Linked DNA regions of Sus scrofa: region 2 is linked to region 1. Evidence: chromatin contacts called from public HiChIP or PLAC-seq data. All regions are on one chromosome and are shown on one strand. Each heading gives the region's core, a stretch centred on a gene start, on an enhancer-like site or on the middle of the called end of the contact. The rest is flanking DNA. Distances are from core to core; before and after follow the strand shown.

Region 1 (2,959 bases), core at 282-2,781:
CTCGATAAGTCAATATTTATGGTGTTATGGGCATTTACAAAGTATGCAAGATTTGTGCCCTTCAGGATTTTAAAAAGTAATATAGAAAAAGAATGCCTTGTCTCTTAACAAGTGGTGAGATAACTTTTAATAAGCACTACATCGGAAATAACAGTTGAATATTTAAACTGCCCCCCCGAAATGCAAATTACAAAATGTTATTGTTTTTTACCCACTAGCTTGACAGTATTTAGAAGGTTGATATCATCTAGTATTATTGAAGTTCAGGTAAAAGACACACACTAACACTAACTCTTAGTGTGTGTCTTTTACCTCAACTTCAGTAATACTGTTGGCTCTATCTTTTGGGAGAGTAATTGGACAACATTTTTTAAAAAGTAAGAATGTCGCTGTTCTTTGACGTATCATGCCCATCTGTTCTACAGATGGGAAACAAAAACCACAACAAATATATGGAGAAATGTGTATGCGTATAACATTGTTTTAGCGAACAGTTGGTAAAGATTGATTATTCATCAGTAAGGGAATGCTATAGAAATTATTTTGTGTTTATACCATGAAATATGGTGCAGCCATTCCAAACTATGTAGTGTACCTGTGTATATTGGCTTGGAAAGATGTCCATGATAATAATACTAAGTTAAGAAGCGAATACCAGAGCAGTGTAAGATTATCCTAGATTTGTAATGGGTTATACTACAAAACAGGGGTTACTGTGTATGTATATTTTTGTGAAAGACTGTATGGACATATTAATAAAACATCAGGTTTTGTGTGCATGTGTGTCTTTTGTCTTTTTAGGGCTGCACCCGAGGCACATGGAGGTTCCCAGGCTAGGGGTCCAATCGGAGCTGTTGCTGCGGGCCTACGCCAGAGCCACAGCAACGTCAGATCCGAGCTGCATTGGTAACGCTGGATCCTTAACCCGCTGAGCAAGGCCAGGGATCGAACGCAACGCAAGACCTCATGGTTCCTATTCGGATATGTTTCCACTGCCCCACGCCACGACAGGAATTCCCTAAAACATCAGGTTTTAAAATGGATTATCTCTGGGTCATAAAACGGATTATCCGAGGGTTGGAGTAAGAAGGGGGTAGATGATGGAACTTTATACAGCTCTGAATTATTTGCTTTGTTAGAATGAACGTGTGTTACTTTAGTAATTTGGAAAGACCAAACATCCTGATAAAATTATTTGGTATGAAAAAAAATTTAAAAAATGGCCAGAGAGACTCCTGGCATGTGTGAATATTATATTTTTCTGTTAGTCCCTTAGCTATCACTCCCACTCTTCCTTCACTTGGTAAGACTCTCTGAAAGGTGTTTCAAATAAAAACCTTTTTTTCATGGAGCTAGATATGCCCTGACTCTGAAGGTGAATGATGACATCTCAAGCAGAGAGAAGGTTACAGCTTCAAGTAGAGTGGGAAACAAACAGCCAAGAGCCAGCGATTTCCTAAGCAACGAAGAGCCTGTTTCCCCACAGATAGCCTTAGTCACGAGCACCGTGGGAGGAGCCTACCTTCTTGCCTGCAAATCCATGACATCAGCAGATTATTTCAAGGTTCAGTGCTATTCTGATATCTATGATACATCAACAGCTAAAAGGGGAAGTGTTTCTGAAAGTACAGTCTGGCCTGAATTGTGTACTTTCTAGCCAAGAGCACAGCACGCTTCTGGAAGGTAGATGATTGGGCTCAAGGAATCTTGTGCTTTTTTTGGTTGGTTTGTGTGTTAATTTTTCTCATGATAGTAGAACGAGCCATTATTCTGAAATATTAATTACATGGTAGTCTGTATTGGAGGGTTAGATATCTTTTATACGTATTTTTATATTTGATCAAAAGGCTTTCAAATACATAGATAGATAATCCTTTTATAAGTCTGCCAGGTTTTTTTCCTAGCCATTTTAGTATCAATGTTGTTAATTGTTAAATACTTATATGTGAAAGGTTAAAAATAAGACTCTGCTTGTGTAACTATTCGTGTCAAGTGAAGAAAGAGCCAGAATAATGCCTAAGTGACTAACAGAAATTTATAATGTCTGATGGTAAATGTTTGTAGGATTTTTATTTTTTCAGTCAGGGTCATAGTGCTCCCAATTACCATCTGAAGCTTTCAGCTAAAAGGCCGTTTTCTCATTCTACACCTCAGATTAGAAGAGCCATTGTGATTGAATCAGCAAACCTTAGAGAGTCTTGAGAAGTTTCTTTGATGCATCTCCCTGTAGATAAATTCCTTCACACACCTTTGAGATGATCTGAATTTGATGTCAGTAAATATGAAATCCTACGTTGGGGTCATAAAGTCAGTTACATAAAAGTGGAATGGGGTGACTCATCTTTTCACCGCAGTGACGGTCTCAAGTGACTAAGCAGTTTGAGGGGGCCTCCGGTGAAACTGGCACTGTTTAGGAATTAGGTATGAGGAAGAAGGGGATGTTAGCAAAGAGGCCTGCCCTTCACGCTTTTCTCTGTCAGATCATGCTTGTTGCTGGTCTCCAGGCATGGTTGTCACCCTTCAGAGGGAATTCGTAGAGTATCTGGCCCAGGCCCATCAGTCTGGTGATGAGTTGAGAGCAGTCTGATGAATGTTTCAGAGCTTCTCTGTCTCCACTGCATGATGTGAAGCTTCTGTGGGCCTGGGCTGCAGCTGTGGACTCCGTGCTTTGAGTCAGTCCCCTCTTTGTTGCTTTCGTGTAATTTTTTTTTTTTTTTAGAAAGTAAAAAAAAAAAATTGTTTTTTAAGGGCCGTGTGTGGCATATGAAGGTCCCAGGATAGGGGTCGAATCGGAGCTTTAGTTGCTGGCCTACACCACAGCCACAGGGACTCGGGATCCAAGCTGCATCTGCGAACTATACCACAGCTCACGGCAATGCCGGATCCTTTACCCACTGATCGAGGCCAGGGATCGAACCTGTGTCCTCATGGATACTAGTTGGATTCATTTCCCCTGCAT
Region 2 (2,959 bases), core at 322-2,821, 140 kb before region 1:
TTCTCTACCAACTCAGCAACTTCCGACTGGATAGTAGGAATAGAGAAGGAGAAAGAAATACTATTTTTGTCTGTTCGGTCTGCTACAACAAAATACCACGGACTGGGCAGCTTATGAACTATAGAAACCTGTTCCTCACAGCTCTGAAAGCTGGAAGGTGAAGATTTGGGTGCCAGCACAGTCAGGTTCTGGTGGGACCCTCCTCCACGCTGCAGACTGCTGATTTCTCCCTGTATCTGCAAATGGTGGAGGGACAGTCTAGCTTGTGGGGTCCCTTTTATATGGGCATTCATCTCATTCATGAAGGCTCTGTGTGCACGACCTAACCATATGCCAAGGGCCCCACCTTTGGCATTCAGTTTCAACACACAAATTTTGGGGAGACACAAATATTCAGTCCACAGTACACACGTTCTCAAGTGGTAATGAATGTGTTGCTGAAATTGGGGAGAATACAGAATTCAGTTCATTGCAAAAAAAAGAAAAAAGGCAGCCTCCTGATAAGATGATGTAGTCTGCAAACATGGATAGACAAAAGATGTGGACTGGAGGTTATACAGGACAAGGAGCAGGTTCTGCTGAGGTCACGGGTGGGATAGGATGGGTGGAGTGTGGATTAGAGAATAGGCAGATGGAAATTTCAGAGCTTGAGATCTTGTTTCTTTGAGATGGTGCAATTTCCATGAAAATTAGTTTTAAGATGAACTCTCAAAACTGGGGACTGAGATAAAATAAATAAAGATGAAGGGTATTGGAGGAGGTAAATAAAGAGTAAAGTCCTGAAAAATTATAGGATGGAGAGGAGAGAAAAATAATTGATGTCACTGATGGTAACAGTGATGGGAAAAGTTGATGCCTACCTACAAAGTACGAGTCGGCAGCATTGAACAAGAATTATTATTTGAACGCCTTATCTGTGCAATCACAAGATAATAACTGTCAAAAGACTTTGCAAATAGTTCATCACTCTCCAGAAACTACCGACCTACAAATTATTCATTCACTAGTGTTTGTGGTAACCAGCTCAGAAAAAAAAAGTTCAATTTTTTTTTAAGCTTAACGTGTTTAGTATTTAAGTTAAAAAAGCGGCTGGTTATTTTATCCAATGTGTCAACACAAAAAAGTGTAATTCAACATTTTAAACACATCATCTCTCATCTTACGCAAGAATTGCATTTAAAGTTTCTAAAATTGGAAAGGCTTCTAGGGACTCTATTAGTACAACCTGAGGAACTGGAAGAGAAAATTCCTGAATGATGCCAAAGGCAATTCACGCCTTTACCCTTTCTGCCAATTAACAATCATTATTTTCTTTTTGTTTTTCCCTTTCTATCTTCTGACACAAAAGGGGGGTCGAGGGTGGAAACAAAGAAAATAAAACAATCTCTTTTCCCTTCTGCCAGCAGCCAGCAGAGAGCGCTGGTGCCATAAGCAGCTTAACCGCGAAGCTGCTCAGCCTCCTCGGGGCACTAAACTGCTACGAGCCAGACAAGCGGAGGCTGTCCCTGTTGGGAACCCGTAATTGACCTGCTGTTGCTGAGCAACAGGGAAATGGGCGGGACTTGCTGTGCCCGTGCTTGCGCGCGCCCTCCGAAGACGGAAGCGGAAGTGTCGGCGGCGCGCGAGTAGGAAGTGGTGGTTCTTGGGGTGGAGATGGCCGCGCTTGCTCCGCTGCCCCCGCTGCCTCCGCAGTTTAAGAGCATTCAGCATCATCTGAGGACGGCTCAGGAGCATGACAAGCGGGACCCTGTGGTGGCATATTACTGTGAGTCTGTCCGTGTCGCCGCGGCCCTCATTACCCTCCCGGGCCCACAAAACTGCCTCTTGGTTCTTAAGTCAAGGCCCCGCCCCCCTGGCTTTAGACCTAGCTTTGACCTCTGACCCTCTGACCTTCTGTGGGAATCCCTAGGGCCCCGCCCTCCTCAGGGATCCCCACATTCTCTCTGGAACCCCGCAAGCCCCAGAAAGGCAAAACTTCAAAAGCACGGCGGTGGCCACCAGCTCTCCAGTCTTGTGCTTAAATATTTTTAAACTGATCACATAGGCTCATGAGCTCTTAAGGTTTTCTTTCTGTATGGACGTCCGAGAGCCTCCAGCCCCCACCAGGGTTTCCTGAAAATACCCTGAATATCCTGGAATTAATCTGAGTAGTTAAGTAATTGAGTTGGGGTTAAAACATAGGTAAGTGTCCTAAAGACAGTAGTGATGTGGACAAAAGGGAGATGAATTGATTGAGAACATAGTAATAAGTGCAGATTAATTGTGACAACATGCAAGTCCATTCACAAATTCATAATGAAGAGTAGCTGCTACAAAACAAGCACTTGGGTTAGACCATTCCTCCTTTTGCATCCAGACTACTCTTTCCCACTAATGAGGATCTTTGGTTTTAACTTCTTTGAATAATACCTGGGGCTGAGACGTTTGGTAGCAGTATTCTCACTTTGGTTGACTGTAATACACATAATCTACAGTTGATGAAACACACAGATTAAGTTTGTTCATACTTTTTCCTTTGCAGTGAAGATAGTAGGTCCAGTAAACTTTATTTTATATTACATAGTCTAACTTAATTGCATATAAAACAAGTGACCAAACAACTATAAAGTTTCTGAAAAGGACTTTTAGCTTTGAGAAGCTCAATATAATGTGTCCTCTGTTGTGGACATTATAAGATTAGCTAAAATACTGTCCACTGTTATCGTTGCCATACGCCAGGTGTCTCCCGCTTTGATTTCTCAAATATGCAAGGCCCTTTCAAACCTCTGCTCTCTTCCCTTTCTTGGGTTGTCTGCCTTTTTTCTCCACTTGGAGAACTCTTCATGATTCAGGTTCTTATGTATGTATGTATGTATGTATCTTTTGTCCTTTTTAGGGCCGTACCCACAGCATATGGAGGTTCCCAGGCCAGGGGTCTAATCGGAGCTGCAGCTGCGGGCCTACGCCACAGCCATGACAG

The links. HiChIP or PLAC-seq counts read pairs in DNA pulled down with a chosen protein or histone mark.
Region 2: an H3K27ac HiChIP or PLAC-seq map of alveolar macrophages shows a contact between it and region 1. The contact joins the promoter of VTA1 here to the enhancer-like site in region 1. A contact is called at or near these places in 1 of 5 promoter capture datasets (liver), 5 of 47 Hi-C or Micro-C datasets (embryonic fibroblasts, fibroblasts, liver and 1 more) and 1 of 2 datasets of contacts at active chromatin or transcription factors (alveolar macrophages).

Annotation. Positions count from the first base shown.
Region 1 is chr1:22,787,408-22,790,366 of Sscrofa11.1, reverse strand. All of the region lies in intron 3 of ADGRG6 (adhesion G-protein coupled receptor G6), which reads left to right. Among named protein-coding and RNA genes, the nearest start is that of ADGRG6, 13 kb to the left of the region's middle. Within about 2 kb of position 1,531, at least 21 of the 83 cell types and tissues checked have an H3K27ac peak or open chromatin away from gene starts, as enhancers often do. A contact at or near this core is called in alveolar macrophages, embryonic fibroblasts, liver and 1 more, where this site is marked.
Region 2 is chr1:22,922,473-22,925,431 of Sscrofa11.1, reverse strand. VTA1 (vacuolar protein sorting-associated protein VTA1 homolog) reads left to right here and starts at 1,571. Exons shown (of 8, transcript XM_021087275.1): 1 at 1,571-1,765. The coding sequence starts at 1,654.